Regions from separate parts of the Capra hircus genome. Here region 1 is linked to region 2. A link is a contact called in public Hi-C data. All regions are on one chromosome and are shown on one strand. Each heading gives the region's core, a stretch centred on a gene start, on an enhancer-like site or on the middle of the called end of the contact. The rest is flanking DNA. Distances are from core to core; before and after follow the strand shown.

Region 1 (5,349 bases), core at 1,709-4,208, 50 kb before region 2:
ATGTTTAATGAATTACGTACAAGCTAATATAAAGGTAAAATATATGTGCAAGCTAAAGACTCAGATCTGGGCCTTTGATCATTTTCTGTGAGAAGGGGGAGCTGACCAGGTGGTGACCCAAAAGATAAAATTTGTCTGTGAATATGACTCGCTGCCTGGGGAAAAGTAAGCCATGATATATGAATAAAGCACTTCTGAAAGCAAGAAAAACCAGGTGCAATGATAGAGGAAAACAGAATTGTACTCTAAACCTCTAAATATGAATATTATGGTTCTAAAAAAATAGGTGTTGACCTTGTGAGATGTGATAGACCTAAGCAGGGAAAGAGGAAAGAGCTAAAGAAACGCCTCTGCTCCTTTTCCTGCTCAGGGCGGGTGGGTCTGGGGGAGGGGAGGAAGTCAGGCCTTGAGACAAGGTGGCTGTGGAATCTGCTGAGACCACATGTGTTTCCTCGAGAGGTTCACTGTTCACAGATGTGCCTGTGAAGCTGGAGATACAAAGTTCAGGAGGGAGCTCAACCTGCTCACCTTGTATGTCACAGCACTGTTTTTTCTTTTCCTTTTTTATTAAAAATTGGGGAAAAAAATTGAGGTATAGTTACTTTATAATGTTGTGTTGGTTTCTGCTGTACAACAAAGTACGGTTTGTTGTATGTGTATGTCTGTGTGTATACATATATCCTCTCCTGTTTGGACCTCCCACCCTTTCCACCTCTCTAGGTCACCACAGAGCACGAGATGAGCTCCCTGTGCTATGCACAGCAGGTTCCCACTAGCTGTCTGTTTTACACATGATAGTGTATATTTGATGGCAGTTATCTGAACTGAAAAGTCTGGTCCTGACCAACCCTGCAGTGAGAAATGGCAACCCATGCCAAGATTCTTGCCTAGCAAATTGCATGAGCAGAGGAGCCTGGCAGGCTGCAGTCCATGGGATCTCAAAGAATAAGGCGTGACTGAATGACTGAGCACAGTGTATGTATGTTAACCCCAGTATTCCAGTTCCCCCGCCCCCATCTCCCCACCTCCTGTCCACATGTCCACTCTTGACCTCTGTGTTTCTACTCCTGCCCTGTGGAGAGGCTCATCTTTGCCATGTTTCTGATTCCATATGTATATGCATTAATAGATGATATTTGTTTTTCTGATTTACTTCACTCTGTATGATAGATTCTATGTCTATCCATGTCTCTACAAATGATTCAGTTTTTGTTCCTTTTTATGGCTGAGTAATATTCCATTGTGCCCATCTTTGCATGAAATGTTCCTTGGTATCTCTTAATTTTCTTGAAGAGATCACTAGTCTTTCCCATTCTGTTGTTTTCCTCTATTTCTTTGCATTGATCGCTGAGGAAGGCTTTTTTATCCCTCCTTGCTATTCTTTGGAACTCTGCATTCAAATGGGTATATCTTTCCTTTTCTCCTTTGCTTTTCACTTCCTTTCTTTTCACAGCTATTTGTAAGGCCTCCTCAGAGAGCCATTTTGCTTTTTTGCATTTCTTTTTCTTGGGGATGGTCTTGATTTCTGTCTCCTGTACAATGTCACGAACCTCCATCCATAGTTCATTAGGCGCTCTGTCTATCAAATCTACTCCCTTAAATCTACTTCTCACTTTCACTGAATAGTCATAAGGGATTTGATTTAGGTCATACCTGAAAGGTCTAGTGGTTTTCCCCACTTTCTTCAATTTCAGTCTGAATTTGGCAATAAGGAGTTCATGATCCTAGCCACAGTCAGTTCCCAGTCTTGTTTTTGCTGACTGTATAGAGCCTCTCCATCTTTGACCACAAAGAATATAATCAATCTGATTTCGTTGTCTACCATCTGGTGATGTCCATGTGTAGAGTCTTCTCTTGTGTTGTTGGAAGAGGATGTTTGCTATGACCAATGTGTTCTCTTGGCAGAACTCTATTAGTCTTTGCCCTGCTTCATTCCGTATTCCAAGGCCAAATTTGCCTGTTACTCCAGGTGTTTCTTGATTTCCTACTTTTGCATACCATCCCCCTATAATGAAAAGGACATCTTTTTTGGGTGTTAGTTCTAGAAGGTCTTGTAGGTCTTCATAGAATCGTTCCACTTCAGCTTCTTCAGCATTACTGGTTGGGGCATAGACTTGGATTACCGTGATATGGAATGGTTTGCCTTGGAAACAAACAGAGATCGTTGTGTTGTTTTTTAGATTGTATCCAAGTACTGCATTTCAGACTCTTTTGTTGGCTATGATGGCTACTCCATTTCTTCTGGGGGATTTCTGCCCGCAGTAGTAGATATAATGGTCATCTGAGTTAAATTCACCCATTCTAGTCCATCTTAGTTCACTGATTCCTAGAATGTTGATGTTTACTCTTGCCATCTCCTGTTTGACCACTTCCAATTTGCCTTGATTCATGGACCTAACATTCCAGGTTCCTATGCAATATTGCTCTTTACAACATCGAACCCTGCTTCCGTCACCAGTCCCATTCACAGCTGGGTGGTGTTTTTGCTTTGGCTCCATCCCTTCATTCTTTCTGGAGTTATTTCTCCACTGATCTCCAGTAGCATATTGGGCACCTACTGACCTGGGGAGTTCATCTTTCAGTGTCCTATCTTTTTTCCTTTTCATACTGTTTATGGTGTTCTCAGGGCAAGAATACTGAAGTGGTTTGCCATTCCTTTCTCCAGTGGACCACATTCTGTCAGACCTCTCCACTATGACCTTCCCGTCTTGGGTGGCCCCACACGGCATGGCTTAGTTTCATTGAGTTAGACAAGGGTGTGGTCCGTGTGATCAGATTGGCTAGTTGTCTGTGATTGTAGTTTCAGTCTGTCTGCCCTCTGATCCCTTCTCTTAGTGCCTCCCGTCTTACTTGGGTTTCTCTTACCTTGGACATGGGGTCTCTCTTCACGGCTGCTCCAGCAAAGTGCAGCCGCTGCTCCTACCTCTGATGTGGGGTGGCACCTCTCGGCCACCGCCCTTGCCCTCGGGCGGCCGTGCTTGTGTGCCATAGCAGCCGTCTATGTACCACATCTGCTTTATCCATTCATCTTTTGATGGACTTTTAGGTTGCTCTTTGTCCTGGCTATTGTAAATAGTGCTGCAGTGAACACTGGGGTACACATGTCTTTTTGCATTCTTGCTCTCTCAGGGTATATGCCCAGTATTAAGATTGCTAGGTTATATGGTAGTTCTATTTTTAGTTTTTTAAGAAACCTCTGTACTGTTCTCCATAGTGGCTGTACCAGCTTACATTCCCAGCAACAGACAACACTGTTTCCTGACCAAGACTCAGAGCTATAAAGTTTATCATACTACTTGGTGCCAGAGGTGAAACTGGGACAAAAATATTGGCACTGGAAAAATGTTTTTATGACTTACAGAATAGTAGAAGTAAAAACTTGTGGTTGAGGCGAGAGCAAAGGTGGGTAGTATGAATACTAGTGTTAGTAGATAGTACCCCCAGAACATGGCTGAGAGATGTACAACAGGGCCTCAAAAGTCTACACTGACCTGTAACAACAGTCAGAGTCAGTAGTCATCTCTCTCCTCTTTGAAGCTGGGGAAACTGGTGTGGCTTAGCTGAATTGGCTTAGCTCATCTTACACACTGGCTTTACCTGTCTCCTCCTCCCCTCTGTTAATGATAAGGTTAGGGGAACTTTAAAGGACTTCTTAATTGGGGGCAGGGGGGTGTAGAGATCACACTTGTGTTCTTGGCTGTCCCTCCCTGTTCTCCTGTTCCTCTCTAGGTCTGTCCTTGGGCAAGTCTCTCTCCCTCTTGGAGTTCTGGCTTCCTTTCTGTGCACAAAGGACTTGAATTGATCTCTGTTGTTCCCTCTGACATTCTGTAAAGAGATTGGGGCCCCATCATCTTAACCCAACCTGCTCATTTGGACAGAGCTTGGTCACTTAGAGATAGTTGGGTGTCATCCTTTTCTGAACAGTGTTTTCCTTTTTTTGCTTCCTCTGCCACAGAAGAGGCAATGGGAATAAGCACAAGAGAAGTTCTGTGGGGACCTGAGAAGTGGCATCTTGCCCAGACACTAATGGGCAGTGGAGACCACCAGCTTTGTAGTCTCAGTCTGTGGTTTTGAAGAATCTTCAGATTGGTCAATAATTTCTGCATGTGGTCTGGCTTTGCCCATGAGACATGATAAACATCAAGCATACTGTTTGACCTAAAAATGGCAGCCCCCTCGCCTGTCTGAGGTACTGATCCTATGTGCACTCACTTCTTTCCACTCCCACTGGCACTGCCTTAGTTCAGCCCATCTTCATCTCTTACCACAATGACTGCAGGTCATTATGGTCATCTGGTCTTCCTGCATGCACTTTCGTTTAGCTGTTTAGCGACTAAGTTGTGTCTGACTCTTTGCGACCCCATGGACTGTGGCCCGCCAGGCTCCTCTGTCCATGGGATTTCCCAGGCAAGAATACTGGAGTGGATTGCTGTTTCCTTCTCCAGAATGCATACACTTTAAGCCTCTTTAAGTCTTCCCCGAATATGCCTGTCTCCTATACAGCCCTGGTCATGTTACTTCCCTGCTTAAAACCCATCAGTGGCACCTCATTGTCTTCAGATATTTATTGGCAACTAATATGTACCAGTGTCTCCAACCCCTGGGGGACACAAAGGGAGACCCAGCTCCTGCCTTTGCATGACAAGTAGGGCCTTGATCACCTGATTCTAATTTCCCCATCCATCCTCATCTCTTCCACACCACTTTTCCCACCCTCTATTCTCAATCCACATAGCCATGGCTTCTCTCTCTCCTCTGTACCTTTGCCCATGATGCTATCACTGCCTGAACATTCTTTCCTTCCCCACTTCCCCTGACCTGGTTCTATTTACTCTTCAGGTGTGCAGCTCAGGCATCACTCTTCCCTAACTCTCTGTGTGCCACCATGTTTGAAACAAGGCAGGCACACAGCAAGAAGGGCAGTCACACTCAACACCCACACAGTGCCTCACTGTACTTGATCTTGGCTCTCCGCCTCCAACTGTGAACTTCTCAAAGGCAGGGAAATGGGTCTGATTTGCCTTTGTGTTCTCAGACCCCATAGCACAGTGCTTAAAACCTCGGCAGTATTCTATAAATGTTTGTTGAGTGGGTAAATGAATAAATGATTAACGGATGAGTGCTCTGATCTGGAGCTTGCCATGACAAGCCTGAAGAACAGTGCCCTGGCTTACAGGTTCCTCTGCTTCTAATGGATCCTCTTTTTATTCTGCGGGCTTCCCTGGTGGCTCAATGGTACAGGATCTGCCTACCAGTATAGGAGATGCAGCTTCTATCCCTGGGTCAGGAAGATCCCCTGGAGAAGAAAATGGCAACCCACTCCAGTATCCTTGCATGGGAAATCCCATG
Region 2 (5,520 bases), core at 1,073-3,572:
CTGCTGCCCAAACACCACCCTCTATGCCTACCACCACCCTGCAGCACCTACCCTCTCCCAAGCCCTTAGACCCACCCTAGCCCCCTTCCCTTCCCTCCCCCTCAGCCCCTCCCTTCACCCCCAGCCAGCCCTTCCCTCCCCCACCTCTTCTCTGGGCCCCCCAGGCTCCTCCCACCTCAGAACATTTTTTTGTTCCTGGCTAAGAGTTTTGCACATGGGATTGGGGGTGGGGCTGGGGCCGGCTGGACTAAAGGACACACTACCATTCATCAGAGGTCCTACAGAATGGGCATACTCTTCCAATCTGAGAAAACCCTCATGTTTTCTCTACCAGAGAAATGTGCAGAGGCCTCTCTCTGGAACCTAGCTGGAGGGATGTCACTCTCCAAGAGAGCCTTCCATCTCTGCAAACAACCCAAAGCAGGCCCAGCCTGCCGGGTTCCTTTGTTGGGATGAGAGGGAATGGAATCTTACCAACAAGATGAAAAGGGCTGGAGAAAATACCAGGAACGGGCCCACCTTTCTTCCTACAAAGGCCTAACGCTAAAAGGGGAGGAAAAAAAAGGCACCAACAAAGAGTTTAAGATAGCAGTTCCCAGCTTTTTCAAATATGAAGCATTTTTTAACCAATCCATTTTTTAATTCTTAAATTCTTGACATTACAGAACTAAACTGAAATTTATTAACATTCCACTCTTACATTTCTTATCGACAAACAGAAATAAAATTCATGAGCCAAAAACCCAAAACAAAACTAAAAACAGGGAAAAGCTTATAAAACTAAATATGGATCCCAGCATTAACAGCTGAACAGAGAATGTGATTTTTAAATTCTTAGCGGATGATAAAGTTGTGGAGAAACTGAACACTTACAAATTATTTAAAACCTGGAATCACTGACCAGAAATTACACAGTTGGATCATGGGAAAACAGCAGAAAGGGTTATGAGAGAATCTACACTGTTCTAGCTGCACCCCATGCCCTTCTCAGAAGAAAGCCTGGCATTGATTAGATATTGGGCCAGACTAATACTGGCAGCAGAACCAGTGATAGTAACCTGCCTACCAGAAGAGCCTTCCACTGGGTTGGCAATTTTGATCTGGGCCCCGGACATCTGGCGGATCTCATTAATGTTGGCGCCTTGGCGCCCGATTATGCAGCCAATTAAGTTATTTGGAATGGTGAGTTCATGGGTGGTTTGAGTAGATGCATCCAAACTTGCCCAATAGCCTTTCACCTCTGGAGAGCTGGAGTCAATTCCGGCGAATCCGGTCCCGCCGTGCATCATGGCAAAGTGAGACTGTTGTCTTGCCACCTGGTTCAGCTTGGCCAGATCGAGCGGAGAAATGGTGTGTTGTCCTTGAATCGAGTAGGCATCTAGAGGTGGTCCCTCCAGGTCATGAGTGGCGTGGGGGTAGCCCGCAGCGTCGCTGCACCGATCTTGGCCGCCCGCGCAGATGACTGGAGAGCTGGCCGGCATGGGCTGGTACGGAATGGTCATGACTCTCCCTTGCGGAGACTGGGAGAGCGTCTCCAGCATGACCAGGCAGATCTGCTTGACACACTCGGTGACAGACTGCGGCACGCCAGCAATGGTGATGGCCCGCTCGGTGGAGTTGGGCAGCATATCCCCCGCCACCTGGACCTGGGCCCCGGTACTCTCGCGGATCTCTTTGATCTTACACCCGCCTTTCCCAATCAGGGAGCCGCACTGGGTGGCCGGCACCACCAGCCTCAGGGTCACCGGGGGCCTGCTGGCCGCCGTGCTGTTGGTCATGGAGCTGTTGATATCTTCTTCCAGCTTGTCGATGATCATAGCGAAGGCCTTAAAGATGGCATTGGTGGGGCCGGTCAGAGTGATGATTCTCTCCGGGCAATTCCCCTCCGAGATGTTGATCCGCGCGCCACTCTCCTCGCGGATCCTCTTAACCGACTCCCCTTTCTTCCCAATGATGCTTCCTACTTCCTTTCCGTGCATAAGCAGCCGAATGGTGAGAGTCACATTTAGTCCACTTTCAGTCACACCGGCATCCATGGCGAGCGGCGGGCGGCGTTCGGGGGAGTTGGGCTCGTTACGTGGTCAAGTCTTTGGTGGCTGGCGGGGGGAGGGGAGGTGTAGGCCCAAAACTGCCGGCGCGAGGCGAGCGAGGGCCGCGGGAGCGAGCGGGCGCGGGCGGGAGGCCGCGGCGTCGTCGCAGGGGCGGGCGGCGGCGGCGGAGGGGGCGAGCGGGGCCGGGAGCGGCGGGCGGGCGGGTGGGCGAGGGCGCGGCGGTGGCGACTCCGGCGGCAGCCTCGGCGGTCTGGGCGGGGCGGGAAGCCCGCTTTCAACCCCGCGTACCCTCTGACCCCGGAAGTGCTTGCTGCGCAGGACCCCTTGAAAAAAAAATGAGGACCCATCCTTTTTAGGTCACAAGATTGCGCCAACCCCAATAGAGTAGTTTTTCAAAAATTCTCTAAATAGGCTAGCATTGAAAATAAAGCACCGCTGGGCAGAAGCTGTGATTCCGGCAAAATTTTAAGACGAACACGTATTTTATTAACCCCAGAAGGCGCCGGCAGACGTTTGGAAATGGCAGTGTTGTGCTTGGGAGCGACACATTATTTCGCGCCGTACAAAAGCGGTTTGAGTGAGGAGCGACACGGGCAGCCCTGGCCGTAACTGCAGGCGGCTGCTAGGACGCCGCGGGTTTAAAACGTGCGCGTGAGGAGATCAGAGCGCATGCGCAAGGGTGTGGGGAGGACGGGAGGGGCAGCCGCGGTCTTCCGGGGGGGAGGGGAGGCGAGACGAAGCCTTTGGGGCGGGCGCCCGCTTGGACGGGCACGTGGGGCCCCTTCGTCCTCAGCGTCCGGGCGCCCCGCACCAGTCCCCACCCCCGCCCCGGCCCTGTGGCGGCAGCCGGTGGGGAGAAAGACCAAAATCATCCCGCGCCGCCGCCATCAGAGTCGCGGCTGTGCTGATGGTTTCTGGGAAGTGCTAGAAACGGGGCCATAAAGAGAATGGCGTCCATTTACATAATGCTTTGTCTGCATTTTGCAACTCTTCGTTAAGCCCGCAGAAACCCCACCTCCTACGCTGGTGTCGTTTTAGTCGCTACCGCCTCGTCACACGTTTAAGACAATGGCGTGCATTTATCCGGGCTCTTGGGGGGGTTCCTGCGGTTTCCCCCGCGATGGTTACGCTCCCGCTGCTGCTTTTCGGCACCTTCCCTGCTCAGCGCAGCCATCGCGCCCGCGCTGTCCGGGGGCGGCCCCCAGCTGGGCCCGCCATCTTGGAGGACCTTTCCTGACGGTGTGGAGCCGAGCGGCCCTCCCGCTAATAAAAGGTCGCTGGGGCCGTTGGTGCGCCAGTTGTGATTTCTGCAGGTTCCCTTTTCCTTCGGTTGAGCCTGACAGAATAGGCCGAGTGCGCGGTGTGCTTTAGGATCCCTTAGGGAAAGCGGCTAACGTGGCGGTCCCTCAGTCCCCCGCCCCCTTCCCCGCGGGGGTGGCCGCCATATTTGCTGAACACAAAATGGCGACACGTGTCCTGGATTCGTCGCCAACGAGAAATTGGGGTCGCCCTGAAAACTTTAGAATGCGCCCCTCTCCCACCCCACCCACGGTATGGGGCCTTCTCCACGCAACGAGTGCTGTGACCAGAGTAGGTTGAAATCGCGTAGCCTGGTCCCAACCTCAGCGGGGAATTTTTTTGTTTTTTAATACTTATTTGGCCGCTCCAGGTCGTAATTGCGCCATGTGGGATCTTCAGTCTTCATTGCAGCATACAGGATCTTTTAGTTGCAGCATGTGGACTCATTTCCCTGACCAGGGCTGGAACCTGGGGCCCCCTACATTATGAGCAGAGTCTTAGCCACTGGACCACCAGGGAAGTTCCATCAGCGGGCGAATTTTAATACATATCTCATTAATTTGCAACAGGACCGCGATTAATTGTAGAAAGTAGGCATCATATCCAGTCCCTAGCTCGTTACGTTTAATAATGAATGGATAAGTGGGGGCACAGTACCAAAACATTTAGCAATCACTAAGGAATGAGATGAGAAATTACTGCTTTCCCAGACTTATAAGATAGGCTGTTGTGCTGGAGAGAGAAATAAATGGTATTATAAAATTCCTTTTTTAAAAGCAATTTCCATGAAGCGTCTAGGTTACCTATGACCTTTTTCATAGGCCGGCTTGGCCAGTGAACCTCAGTTTACCTCAACTGTTAACTTGTAGACTAGAAGGGAAGGACGTTCCTTGCGCATCTACCAGTGCTAGATCCTCGGCTAGCAGTTTTACTGCATACTGTTTTTAATTTTTACGATGAGTCTCTGAAGTACGTGTTCTCTCTTTTTTTTAACAGATGAATTCATTTAGGCCCAGAGAGATGAAGTGACTGATTGAAGGTCACACAGTATCCAGGATGGATTCCAGACCTTCTGATAAACTTATTGGTGAGCACATTTTCAAATTTTTTTCTAAGTCAGGGTTTTAGAGTTTAAATACTATTTGGACGTTTAGGTTCATTTAAAGGAATCCCTCAGGTAACTTCTTGATGCATAGTCATCCCCTGTATGTATCTGTTTGGGAATTCCCAGTTTTTCCTGGTGTGAGCTATGCCTGTAAGGGGCTCAGATGCCTTTTTTTTTTTTTTCTTTAAATGTGTCTGGATGAGGCTAGAGAGAAGGAAGTGATTCAGCCCTGCATGAAGGCTCAAGTATTTGTCAGTCCGGCCTGCTCTGTGGCACATTTGAACTTACCTGGCTCTGTGGGAGCAGTTTCTCTGTATGACTCATTTGCTTCCTTCAGCTACACATGGGCATGACTTCCTCCTTCCCCACCCCAACCTCCACCCAGGTGAAAATAAATAAACTTAACTCTGGCGCCAGGCCTCCATTTCTTCACAGATACTGACTGAGTGTGACAGTGTTAGATAAATTGCGGTCTGTGGACTTTTCAGTTCATTGTAACAACTTGTGGACCAAGCAACAAATATGTGCCTAAATAGGGCTGTGTTGTATTGGTGGAGAGAAGGGCTTTTTACTTCTTTTCACTTAAACTGATCTTGTGTATTAGACTCTCCACAGGGCCTTCACATTACCCTAGAGAGTCTCACAGACAGCTTTAATAGATAGGCACATAACAGTAACAATGACAGTCATAGCACTAAGTGCTTACTGTGTGCTGGGCACTATTTGAACTTTTATTTTGTTATTTCAGTGGTTCTTACATTTTTAAAAGCAAACTACTATGAAAAATATGTTTTACATAATAACTGAAACATATACACACTTATATGAAGAAATGAAAATATTGCAAAAACTACTTACTCATACTACATGCAGTGTACTTTGGTAATTTCTGTTCTCTATTTTTTAAAGAAGGAGATGCACGTCAAACTAAAGAGGTGAAAACCTTGTTAAAACTTAGGAGACAACAAACGGAGTAAATTACAATTTACAAAGTAATTATAATCAAGAATTATCCTAAAAAAAAAAAAACACTAACGTGATTCAAAGCATTCTGGTCCTCTGCCA

Evidence for each region. A called contact is a pair of places that touch in the nucleus more often than the background predicts.
Region 1: a Hi-C map of blood shows a contact between it and region 2, with 2.5 times the contacts expected there. The contact joins the enhancer-like site here to the promoter of PCBP1 in region 2. A contact is called at or near these places in 2 of 5 Hi-C or Micro-C datasets (both in blood).

Annotation. Positions count from the first base shown.
Region 1 is chr11:68,188,665-68,194,013 of ARS1.2, reverse strand. All of the region lies in intron 1 of LOC102189216 (a long non-coding RNA gene), which reads left to right. Among named protein-coding and RNA genes, the nearest start is that of PCBP1, 51 kb to the right of the region's middle. Within about 2 kb of position 2,958, at least 1 of the 5 cell types and tissues checked has an H3K27ac peak or open chromatin away from gene starts, as enhancers often do.
Region 2 is chr11:68,137,571-68,143,090 of ARS1.2, reverse strand. It overlaps PCBP1 (poly(rC)-binding protein 1), which reads right to left and starts at 2,322. Exons shown (of 1, transcript XM_005686838.3): 1 at 580-2,322. The coding sequence starts at 2,036. The coding sequence ends at 966. It overlaps LOC102188412 (a long non-coding RNA gene), which reads left to right and starts at 2,786. Exons shown (of 10, transcript XR_310385.3): 1 at 2,786-3,324; 2 at 4,347-4,437.